Regions from separate parts of the Zea mays genome. Here region 2 is linked to region 1. A link is a contact called in public Hi-C data. All regions are on one chromosome and are shown on one strand. The core of a region is the stretch at or near the end of the contact, and the rest is flanking DNA. Distances in the headings are between cores, read along the strand shown. Region 1 holds the start of LOC100279727. Region 2 holds the start of LOC100193449 (vacuolar protein sorting 26).

Region 1 (3,193 bases), core at 502-3,001:
TAAGTCAAATGGTACACGAAAATGACTAACCTTTATGACATTAACAAGCTTGTTTAGTTGCTCTACGACCTGGTTTAATATTTTGTCTGTTCCTGACACTACTATTGTAAATAATGCTTTATCCTTGTTCAACCCAACAGCCAATGACTCGATGTTATATCCTCTTCTAGCAAAAACCCCAGCAATTCGATTGATCATCCCACTTTCATCACCAACAAAAACTGATAGCGTGTGACGCTTCATAACCCTACAAATTAAGGAAATTCACCAAGGCACATCAGTGAGAAAGTGCAGTAAATGATGTTAAAAATAAATAATTAGTTGAACATGCTTAATAGCACTTTGCCATAGGAACATAGGATCGAACTATTTACAACATTTACAATATATGCATGCTACTTTGCTGTTTTTCATGGACATGCATTAGTCATGTAAATTAAATCTAACTTTTTCTTGGTCATATTATCTAAAACCTGATTCATTTAGTGTTTGAACTTGCTTTGTGAATCCAAATCATATTGTCGAAGATTATTCCTATCACGAGACTGAAAGTTAAATGTTAAGGCACAAGAGACACGATGGTTTAGACAGGTTCGGACTCTCGATGTGAGATAATACCTTACGTCATGTATGTGGTGGATCTGTTGTATCTTGTTCTTCAGGGAGTTCCTCCATCCCTCCTTTTATATCCTAAGGAGGGATGACGGTTAAATGGAATACACCGAGTCCGTTATCAAGTTGTACAAGTCCAACTCTATGTTTACACGCTTATCCCTTATTCGGCCGAGATTTTTCCCTATCTGATCTTCGGGAAGCCTCTTCTATATGGACCTTCCTCGTAGTCTCATAGCCAAGTCCATGGACCCATTCGATCGGATTTTTCTTTAGTAATCTCGGTCAAGTGCCCATAGTACATATCATTTACACATATACTAGTAGCTAGACCATTAAATTACATTATATGCCATATGGTGCAAAAATGGAAATGTTAGCACATTAACATGTTTATTTTCTTAAACAATACCATACCAAAGGTGCAAGGATTTTTAATTTCCATATTAATATGGTCACAATAATGTGACGATACCTTTACCCCCATTGCATTAATGATTAGCATTAAAACGTGTAGCCAGTTCCAAAAGTACTCTGGAACTATTTTCCTTAACAATTCATGTACTCTATATAATCATGTAAAGCACTACCAAAATACCATTTTTCTTAGGGACTTCAATGCAAGATTTCAACATGACCACCAGGTCAGCATAATCTATCTATCTAACTAACGAATCTCGCCGAGATCCACAGAATTCTGGCTTCTGGCACTGGCAATACGACAAAGCTCCGCTAAATTCCTCACAAACGACATAGTCCCATCCGCGCAGTATTAAGACACATTACAATTGAAAGGGAAAAACGATAGTCCCGCGAACAAGATTCAACAGGAAGTCCAAAGAGATATGGAGATCTTACGAGCGATTCGAGCGGGGTGGCACCGGCGTCACGCCACCGGTCGCCGGAGAAGAGGAGGCGGCGGTGACGGCTACTGAGCGCGCCCTCGGCCCCGCCGTGAAACCCACTGCCGGCGTCAGCGGCCGGCTGTCCACTCGGGACCCAGCCCCACACCTGGAGACGGCGAGGCCGAGTCGGGAGGCGATCGCAGCGTTCATGGTCATTGCTGAACGGATATCGGAGATGCCGAAGGGGGAGTGTGGGGGTTTTGGGAGAGGGGGGAGTCAGCGCGCACACGCAGACGGATGAGGTGGTTGGTTCCAGGCTAGGACCGGCGGCTCCGTGGTAGACGGTACACCACAGACTCGTCGCTTTTTTTATAAGGATTTCCGTATCACTTTGCATTAAAGCCGAGCTATATAAGTGAATATTCACTCTTTATTATGTTTTTAGTTCATAGGTTATTTTGTGTATAGAAATATTGTATAGCTACATATATAATTAAAACAAACTATAATTTAGAACATAGGATAAGTAACATCCAAACATTCTAACTAATATTTTAACTATTAGCTAATTTTAGTAAATTAGCTAATAATTAGTTAGCTATTTGTTATTTAACTAATTGTACTAGTATTTTTTTAGGCTAACTAACTATTAGCTCTAATGCATTCAAACACCCGAATAAAAATACAGCTTATCACGAATTGCATGCTTGCATAGTTTTCCATGGTTTATTGAATTTGCCATCAACCCATCATCACCTATGATTTTTAATATGTTTCTCAAAACTACAACACTATATACTTTACTATTACAATAATATCATAGCTTTAGTCAGATTCAAAAATACCATAGTTTTAAGAACCATTGTTTAAATATAATATTATAAATCATAATATTTAGGTAAAAGCTAGTTATAATTTTCTATATAACAAAGCCGGTCCAAAACGGCACTCCCTAGCCTATCCACGTCATCGTCTAAAATTGCAACTGTCAGATCGCGTATCGACGTACGGTGAAGCATCCTACCCTTCTTTCTGCGACGCCCGCGAAGCTTCCAGATCAGAGAAGGCCCCCCAGAGCTCCCATTAGCTCCCACCACGGACCACGGTGCCAGCAACTCCACCGCCTCCCTCCCCCCCGCGCCGGTGGAGATGGTCGGCGCTCCGTGTTCCCTCCTCCCTAGCAAAGTAGCCATGTCGTTGCCCCCCCCGTTCGGTCTTCTCCGCGACCGTGAATCTTCATGTTGCGCCGTCGTGTCCTTCCTGCTTCCGGCTCCAGCGCTCTGGTGTCTCGTGCTCTCGGCTGCGTGCTGGCACAGCTCTACGCCGCGTCCTGCGGAAGGAGGTAGCGGGGTGGCAGGTCAACCCGCCCTCGGGCTTCAAGCACAGGGTCACCGACAACCTCCAAAGGTGCCCCGCCCATATCGCCGTCCTTTCTATCTCCTTCCTCACCAAGCAGTCCCTGTGGTGCGAGGTCTCTAAATCGGCGAGGCTGACACGGATGTCGCCGGAGCGCTCATCCATGCTGCCCCCTCTTCGAGGATGCGACTTTCCTCCATTGCGACACAGTTGATGAGGCCGATCTTGCTGGTGTGCACTATCTTAGGTTCCTTTCGTCCACCCCGCTCCACCCCAACCTGTGATGTCCGGAAGACGAACGAGCAAGGGGGAAAACATCCTGAGGCTGCATTGCTCCGCCTACAGATGCCACGGACCTCACTGGCTCCTCTAGCGCCTCT
Region 2 (3,193 bases), core at 401-2,900, 200 kb after region 1:
ATTCAATATTATAAATACCTGAGCATGATGTTCTACTGGTTAGACATCTTCGTCCAGTGTCTTCCACCCTTCTTCCATTATTAGGGTGTGGGTTCAAACCCCACCTCCTACACCACTTTTTAATAACACACCCCACCTGTTGCTTTGTTTTTTAATATTTTACGCTGAGTTGATTTGGAAGAAATGTATTGACTTTTTTGTAAAAAGATAATGCAGAATGACCATTGAAATTGGTGCTTTAAGTATATATATATATGAAACCTTATGAACATATAATTTTGGTCTCAAATAGTTTTTCACTAATTTTAGTTTTAAAAAGATTTTTTCGACGGATAGAACATTCACGCACACAATAAATAAGATTTGATATGCAATAGAGATATTAGGATAACAATCCACCTCTTTGTATGCTCAAAAATTTCTATAGCATATAATACCCTATCAAAAAAATCTTTTATCTTGCCCTTTTAATCACTTAGTGCCAAGGTAAGGTAAGAGTTTGGGACTTTTTTTTTGACTTTTGAACCATATATAGAATAATCAACGATCAATCATGAATCTGTGAGATTGAAAAAAATACACACATATATAATACAAGGACTAATACAAGGACTAGTACATATACACTATGGTTACATGCATCTAACGAACATGCACTCAGTGTGTAGTTGCGTCTCACTATCAGTTTGCGACGATTTGTTTTCTCTAAGACAGCGGCAGACTCATCGATTCGTTTCTTACATTTCCAACAAACTACAGTTAACGAATATACTACCGAATGGTGACTAAACTAAAATCTATTACTAAAAATTTATAGCATACATTATATACTTAATACATACTTAGAGGCCCCATAGTTTCGAGGGCCCATGACAGCCATCCCCTGTCCCTATCAAGGCCGGCCCTGTCACCATGTGAGCTCGAGCTTCCTTCATCATGCAGTGTGTCATAGCGTGGCCAGGTTGCTGGCCCACATCTAGAGACCTATATATTTGTGATTATAATATTTTAAATTATATAATTTAACTTATTTTAAACTAACACTCAAACAACCTCTAGATCTTAGATGAAAGAATTTATTATCTGTCTGAAAAATTACAACTGACGTGTTTTAAAAAAAACATCTTCCACACTCTTCTCTCCTGCGTCTAGCTACATATTTAAAAAAATCCACATGCTCAGCCGAAGGTTGTTGAGTGAAGTATCTAAATTTACTAATCGTATATTCATAAAGTTGGTCTTAGCATAGGATACATTCTCCTCAGGTTGTGCTCTAGAAGTTCTTCACCCCTATAAATTTATGTTTTAGGTCAGCTTTAGAAATAAAAGATTTTTTTATAAAAGATCATACAATAAATTTTATGGAAATAAATTTGATTTTGTAGAGAAAAATAAGATTTAGAAAAAAAAATCTTTCCCTACTCCAAGCAAGGTCCTAGATTAGAGATAGAATAACTTTATAAATAATAATGTATAGGATCCGTTTAGAAGAGTATTAGCAGTTTTAGATCCACTTCTTTTAATATTTGCGCTTATGGGCCTGTCTCCGTGTAATCCAGAATTGGACCTTGAGCTCACGAAGCTTTCCACTTCTGCTTGTGGTTTCAAGCCCATCATCTCATGCGATTGAACCAGTTGCGCCGAAATTTGCTCATGCTGATCCAGGCTAAACGGTCCAGTCAGGTGAGCTCAGCGGCTCAGCCCATGTAGGCAGTCAGCCTCTCAGGTTGGGAGTTGGGACTCAGGAGTTTCACCAGATTAAGCATATGCTGCTGATTCGCCGGTGATCCCCTCCCTCCTTCGCCGTCGCCGTCGCCGTCGCACCAGCTTGGCCGCCATCTCTGGATCGCCGCTGGACTCGCTTCCCTGACCCAGAAGCTACGATGGTAATCAACGCCCAGGCCATCTAATCTTGGCTGCTCTTAATTCGTTTCCCTCTCCAAGATGGCATCTTTGGCACCTTTACGGCGCGTGGAGCCTTAGAGGTTAGATCCCCTCTGATTTGCACTCTTTCCTGTCCCAGAATTACATCATCGGCGCATTCAAGCCGCCCTGCGACATCTTCGTCACATTCGCCGATGAGAGAACCCGGAAGCAGGTGCGTCCTCACTCCCCTCTTCGTTCCTGATTCTTGATGTCACTGCTACATCCTTACAGATTTTTATCGGGCTTGCTGTTGGGTCAATTTGATTGGCTCCTTGAACACTTGCAGGTCCAGATCAAGAAGGACAACGGGAAGACTGTCATGGTGCCGGCCTTCCAGACCCTTGAGACCATAGCCGGAGAGGTAGTGCTAGTGCCAGTTGTGGTTCCTTTTCCTCTCTGTTCACGCTGGTGTGAGTGACTTGAGTGGGTTAAGTCCTTACGAAATTGCATGCAGGTGTCGATCGCTCCAGTCCCAGGTAAAAGGCTTGAACACACGGGTGTGAAGATTGAGCTGCTGGGTCAGATAGGTACAAGTTCGACTGTGCTACTCCCCAAATTTCTCCCATGTTCCTCTGATCTGTTCTGTTCTAAACCTAGGTGCCCTAGTGCGATATAGGGAGCCATATGAGTGTGGCAGTCGATCCAGTTCGTTGAATGAACTGTTTGTTGAGAAACGATTTGTAGAAGTGTATTCACAGTCAGAGTTTTGTTCAATTTCCATTCATGGTGAACCGTTGGGCTACTGACAAATTGCAAAAATTTGGAAGATGAAGCAAGAGCAATTGCTGAGAACTGATCCTTGTTCTCCAACCATAAGATATAATGCTGCTCTTCGACACTTTATATCTCTTGATAGGTTCTAACAAATTTTGTGTGCCATTGTTTGTACTACAGAGCTGTATTTTGACAGAGGCAACTTCTACGACTTCACTTCAATAGGTAGATTTTTCTGTTGAATTTATTCAAGATGTCAATGTGGTTTCCTGAAACTATTGTTTTCTGTTCTATCATTATTTTGTTTTACTAGCACTATTAAATGGTACCTTTGTTTAATTCATATATTCTTCGCTCTCTTCTTTACTACAATGGTTATCTGTAACATGTATAACTTGGCACCTTTTGTTTTAGAGCTAACTCACTGTTTCTCTGTTATGCCTATCTCTTCCATTGAAGTGCCTGTTTTGTCCTTGCAGTGCGTGAATTAGATGTCCCTGGTGAAATATATGAAAGAAAGACTTATCCATTTGAGTTTTCTACTGTTGAAATG

What was found. A called contact is a pair of places that touch in the nucleus more often than the background predicts.
Region 2: a Hi-C map of tassel shows a contact between it and region 1, with 1.6 times the contacts expected there. The contact joins the promoter of LOC100193449 here to the promoter of LOC100279727 in region 1. A contact is called at or near these places in 2 of 25 Hi-C or Micro-C datasets (leaf and tassel).

The regions. Positions count from the first base shown.
Region 1 is chr2:226,854,783-226,857,975 of Zm-B73-REFERENCE-NAM-5.0, forward strand. It overlaps LOC100279727, which reads right to left and starts at 1,752. Exons shown (of 12, transcript NM_001152686.1): 1 at 1,471-1,752; 2 at 31-247. The coding sequence starts at 1,673.
Region 2 is chr2:227,056,847-227,060,039 of Zm-B73-REFERENCE-NAM-5.0, forward strand. LOC100193449 (vacuolar protein sorting 26) reads left to right here and starts at 1,651. Exons shown (of 11, transcript NM_001138567.1): 1 at 1,651-1,886; 2 at 2,024-2,098; 3 at 2,213-2,287; 4 at 2,381-2,453; 5 at 2,821-2,865; 6 at 3,120-3,193. The coding sequence starts at 1,884.